Regions from separate parts of the Mus musculus genome. Here region 2 is linked to region 1. The links are chromatin contacts, called in public Hi-C maps. All regions are on one chromosome and are shown on one strand. The core of a region is the stretch at or near the end of the contact, and the rest is flanking DNA. Distances in the headings are between cores, read along the strand shown. Region 1 has its middle 24 kb from the start of Gm12290. Region 2 has its middle 130 kb from the start of Gm30305.

Region 1 (2,816 bases), core at 92-2,591:
TATTACTACTCCATACCAGTCATTTTGCTACTGTTATGGATGGTAATATAAATATCTGATATGCAGGGTGTCTGATATTAGATTCCTGTAAAAGGGTCTCTTGACCTCTTCCCCAGTGCGGTCAAGATCCACAGGTTGAGAACCCCTGCCTTAGAGACTCCTAATACACTGAGAGAAATCATCATTTACTGAAGAGTGGCTATTGAGAAATAAAAATGATCTGGCATCATGTTGGCTTTGCTGGTGCAACAGTCAATCCTCGTTGCCAACTTGACTGGATCTAGAATTACTGTGGGTATATGTCTAGGGCAGAGTAGATTTCTAGAGAGGTTTATCTGAGCTGGGAAGACCTACACTGTGTGTGGGCAGCACCATGCAGTAGGCTGGGACTACAAAAACAAGCAGAGCATTGGAAGAATTCACAGATAAGATCATCTCTCTGTTTTCTGCCAATGTGATGTGGCCACACCCATCCTCCTGCCATGGGCCTTTCCCAGGCATGATGTCCTGCACCCTCATACTGTGAGCTGAACTAAGCCATCCCTCAGCTGCTCCTTGTCAGGGTCCTTGAGTCACTGCTGTGAGTAGTAACTAGGACAAGCCGCCTGCCCCTGGGAGTTGTTGTTTCCTTCTGATGAGACACAGACATCCAGGACTGCTCAGGGCACAAGGCCTTCCATGTAACTCAGCTATTTGCAACTTTTGCTGTTTTCCCAGCACAAATAACGTTATCTCTTGAGTGGAGCTTGGCTCTAAGGCAGTGGCTCTCAACCTGTGGGTCAAGACCACCTTGGGTGTCAAGTGACCCTTTCACAGGGGTTACCTAAGACCACCAGAAAACACAGATATTACATTATGATTCATAACAGTAGCAAAATTACAGTTAGGAAGTAGCAATGAAAATAATTTTGTGGTTAGTGGTCTCCATGACATGAGGAACTGTACTAAAGGGTTGCAGCGTTAGGGAGGTTGAGAACCACTGTTCTAAAGCCACATGGTGTACTCGCTGGTGACATGCTTCTGACATGCTTCTGACATGCTTCCTCTGCTGAGTTTCCATGGCCAGTGGGTTCAACCTTTTACTCTGAATTGACTCACCTGTTGGGCTCAAATTCAGTCAAAACAGTGTTGACATGGTCTTTGATTCTCTTTGTTCCAGTGACTGATTTGAGCAGCCACATTCCCACTGATCACCCTCCCTATACTAATATTGACACTGGAAGACAAACAGAATCTTGGGAGGGGATCTATGCATTTGCCCGGTACCCAAAGACTCAGGTCAGTGATGTGAAAGCCCCACACGCCAGCAGACATTAAGCGAGAAATCCCTAGTGCATTGAGCTGTGTTTGTTGTTTCCACCAAGTGGAGAGTTTAAGGACAGCGGGGACAGTTAATTGCCCTCGTCAGTGTCACTGCATAAGATCGATGATTTGGGGAACAAGAGCCAAAGAGTCAAGAACTCTGGCACAAAACCAAACCATCTTTGTCCATGTGGGTAATGAAGGGAGTCTGTCCCTGAGTTCTGAGGCAGCATGGGGGTGCAAAGCTCTGTGCATGACCTCTGTACAGCTTCCTGGGTCTGCCGAGCTCCACCTGAGCAGAAGACTAGGCCCCAGGGGAGCTATGGCTCAGCACAAACTGTGTCTTGAGGTAGAAATAGCTACCAGTTATTTCTAGGGGTAGAAATAACTAAGGTCTTGTCATCTGTGCCACCACAAGTGACCTATGTCACAATCTTACTATGAGAAAGGGACCTGGTCTGCCCTGTATGCTACTGTTGGGTAAATCACACCACCTGCTTTGTAGAGTGCCGTCCTAGAGTGTCGTGTCCCTGTCTCTAATGGGGGACTAGAAATGATTACATCATTCCCAAATTAGGAAGGCACTGAGTTAAGGCTACCAGGAAGATAGGTAATACTACTTTAAAATTATTTACAAACATAGGTACATGAGTGTATCCTACAATACATGTCTATAATATTGGATATATTTTATATTATATTATGTATTGCATATGTACATATAAAAATTAGGTTTTACATATATTATAATATTTATATAGCATGTTTTAAAGTTTGTTTTGCCCAGATGACCTTAGCATCCTTACTTCTTGTCATCATCACAGGAGACAAGTTCACATCTTGCCACCTCTAAATCCCCCACAGAGCATCCCTGCAGGTGCTCCATCTGGGCTGGTTGAATTCTTCTTAGCTTGACAGGAAGCCTCTGTGCTGTGCTGTCCTGTCAGATCTCCCTGTGACGTCACTGACTGCAGCAGCTTCCTGCCACCGTCTGGGTTTGCCTACTCTCTTCCTTACATCATCTCTCTCATTTTCTTTTTCTGAAGGAGAAGGTCAATTTTGTTCTTTCCCATATCATCCTTCCCAGAGACAGAGGGATCTGACAACTACTTTCAGAATTTACTCAGCGTTTACTGCATAACATTCCAGGGAATTGCCTGAGATGCCACCTGACAACCACACCCATTTGGTTTGTGAACAGAAGATAGGATTCAATTCCTTCTCTTCTGTGTGAGTTCATTTTTATTAACTGGACACAAGCCTAGACATATCTGGGAAAGAGGAATCTCAACTAGGAATTAACTCCATCAGACTGGCCTATAAGCAATTCAGTGGGGCATTCTCTTGATTAATGATTGATATGGGCGTGCCACCCATGGGCAGGAAGCCTGGGCTGTACAGGGACTGTAGCTAAGCCAACCGGGGGAAGCAAGCCAATACTCAACAATCCTCCCTGGTCTCTACTTCAGTTTCTACCTCCAGGTTCCTCTTGAGATCCTGCCTTAACCTCCTTC
Region 2 (2,816 bases), core at 232-2,731, 400 kb before region 1:
TCCCTGGTATCTTCAAGTGACTTACAAATGAGGCCCTTATCAGCTGAGTGATCAAACACAGCATAAGAACAAAACTCAGACAACCCAATTCAGTTTTAATTCCTGGTAAACAATGGATAATTATTTGGCTATAAATAAGTCTCATGCAATATTTGGGATATACTTATTCTAAAAGATTATTCACTGTGTTTTGGAAACTCAGATTTTCTTGGGTATCATGTAATTTATCATGCCAAAGACTTAAGCTAGAAACAAAGTCCCTCACACTCCTAACTGCAATGAATTCAAATTGAGGCAGGGTCTGGCTCAATGGAACTGTCATCCATTTGAAGTCAAGCAAAGCAAGCCAGGACCACAGACTCCCTCTGCGCTTGCTCAGGACCGCAGACTCCCTCTGCGCCTGCTCACCTGTCATCACTTCACACACCTTGCATGAAGAGTGGCCGGGGAGAATCTCAGCCATGGCCAGAAATGCATGAAAGACTTCAGCCCAGCAATTACTTTAGCAGACTTCTGCTACATACACAAAGCAGATGGAAAAGGCTATTTCCTGAGTATTAACTAAAAGGCAAAATATGCCAAGCCTAGGGGAGCACTTTATTTTTCCCATGTTCTCCTGCACTACAAGCAACACACACACACACACACACACACACACACACACACACACACACACACACACATACACACACACACACACACACACGCACGCACGCACACGCACGCACACGCACACGCACACGCACGCACGCACACGCACGCACACGCACACGCACACGCACGCGCGCATACTCACATGCATATGTACACACACACAGTCATGAGAAAATATTTATTTCTGTAGTTTCAGTTAAGGTTAGAAAGTTTCTATACAACCCCATCTTTGTTGAAACTATGGATTTTTGTTTTCTTTGTACTTCACGTTCCTGTTTCACTTGGCATCTTCACAAGATAAATTTCACCTCACATAGTCCTAGCATCCTTGGACCTATTTATTAAAACCATAATGATTTTTTTTCAGCGAAATCAACACGGCACTGTTAAAACAAAACAAAACAAACAAACAAACAAAACAAAACAAAACAAAAAAACAACTCAAACTTCCAGCTCAAACTGGAATGGTTGCTGCCATGAATTAAGGAATTAATGAAGACACAGGAAAAGAAACAAACAACAAAGACAAAACCTTTACCATGCCCAAAATGCTAAAAGGAGGAAACAGACATGGTGTTTTGGAGACATGGCCAATAAGCAAATGTACCATTTTGGCAGCCCCTAGAACCTGATGAAATAAGGTCACCATGACTGCCAGCTACAGCTGGGTTGGGTGACAGCAGGCATGGTCAACTAGTCCTCTGCTCTGTACTATGCTATGAAGAAGGTAGAAACTGTTCTTTTGCCTCGGGGCCCCACGGGCTCCACTATCTGGAAACTCAATCCAAGAAGGTCACTGGGTACAAAGTGCCCTGTGCTGCCAGAACGTGCTGGGGTTTGCTCATGAGCTGGCACCGTCACCACCTGGTAACCCAGAGCATGATGGGTTAGCTGTGGCTGTAAGTGAAACCAGGGAAGGCTTTCAAATAAACCTACAAAAACAGACACCGTGTAAAAGGCTGCAACACCGTCAAAACCGCAACTGTTGATCAAATTGACTCCAAATGCAGTGTTTTTGGCTTGGGTGTTTTTCTCTGTAACTCTTTTTAAGAAATTCTTCTTGGTCTGAACATGGTGCCTTCCATAATTAACTTCTGCTATTTCTTTTTTTTTTCTTTCATTTTTTTACATTTGGCCCGTGATGACTCCAGAGGCACGTGGGATGCCCTTCTTTCCGTGTGTATTGTCAAACCCAAACCAAACTTTTGACCTGACTCCAGAATCAGAGCACAAGGGCAGATGGCAAGCAGCTTGGTCCCCACAGCTTATGCAAACCAGCTTCTGGGGAGGGTTCTGGGGGGAGGCAGAGCACCAAAGAGGAAGTTAACTGGACTCCTGAACAAATGAGTGCAGTATGAAGGGGACCTCGGGAGCCATTTGGTGTTCATTAACGAGCATTCGGTAGCTGCTTTGTCATTTTTCCTGTTTGTCATAAAAAATAAATAGACTTTAATAGATGATCCAACCTAGCAGGTTTTGGCAACAACGTAGACTGCATCCCATCATGATCTCAATGGGTGTAATTTAGAGTAAGATGGAACGTGAAACCATTTCCAGCGCACATCGGGGAGTGAGTGACATAGATTTAGTCCCTGATTGTGCAGAAATGAAAACCAGGGCTGTCTTGGATGTGTATTAAATCATGTATTCTGTTTTATGGAGTTTGGGCTATAAACAGCATATTTCAGAATAATTAACCCTGTCATTTTTGACTTAAAAGTTTGTTTTTAAGAATAGGAGTGTTTTATGTAAAAAGCAGAAGCTTAAGTGCCTTAATAGATTGCATGAAGGCCAAAAGAAACTCAAAGGGCAGTTCCCGTTAACTCACAGGTCAAAATTACCATCAGTTAGCAAGAATTAGGACAGGCCCAGTGAACCCAGGGGAAATTGTATGCTTGATGAGAAAGAGCTGGGATTCCAGGCGGGGCCTCTCGCCTGCCTGCCCAGGCTGTGAGGTGAGTGGCCAGCTCCCAGGACTCGTTCCTTTGAGTATGACACTTTGGATAAGCGGCTCCTTTTCCACAGAGCCACAGCAGGAATGGATTAACCTCTGTGGCAAACTCGGGGTCTCTTATCTGGGGCCTGCTCAGATTTTCTGCCTGGTGGGTGACATGTCTTGATCTTAGTTACTCCTAAGGGATTTTCCTTGAGATATAGTTTTT

The links. A called contact is a pair of places that touch in the nucleus more often than the background predicts.
Region 2: a Hi-C map of liver shows a contact between it and region 1, with 2.0 times the contacts expected there. The contact joins two enhancer-like sites. A contact is called at or near these places in 1 of 39 promoter capture datasets (liver) and 1 of 484 Hi-C or Micro-C datasets (liver).

What each region holds. Positions count from the first base shown.
Region 1 is chr11:64,186,651-64,189,466 of GRCm38.p6, reverse strand. No RefSeq gene overlaps it. Among named protein-coding and RNA genes, the nearest start is that of Gm12290, 24 kb to the right of the region's middle. Within about 2 kb of position 1,341, at least 18 of the 459 cell types and tissues checked have an H3K27ac peak or open chromatin away from gene starts, as enhancers often do. A contact at or near this core is called in liver, where this site is marked.
Region 2 is chr11:64,587,901-64,590,716 of GRCm38.p6, reverse strand. No RefSeq gene overlaps it. Among named protein-coding and RNA genes, the nearest start is that of Gm30305, 130 kb to the left of the region's middle. Within about 2 kb of position 1,481, at least 21 of the 459 cell types and tissues checked have an H3K27ac peak or open chromatin away from gene starts, as enhancers often do. A contact at or near this core is called in liver, where this site is marked.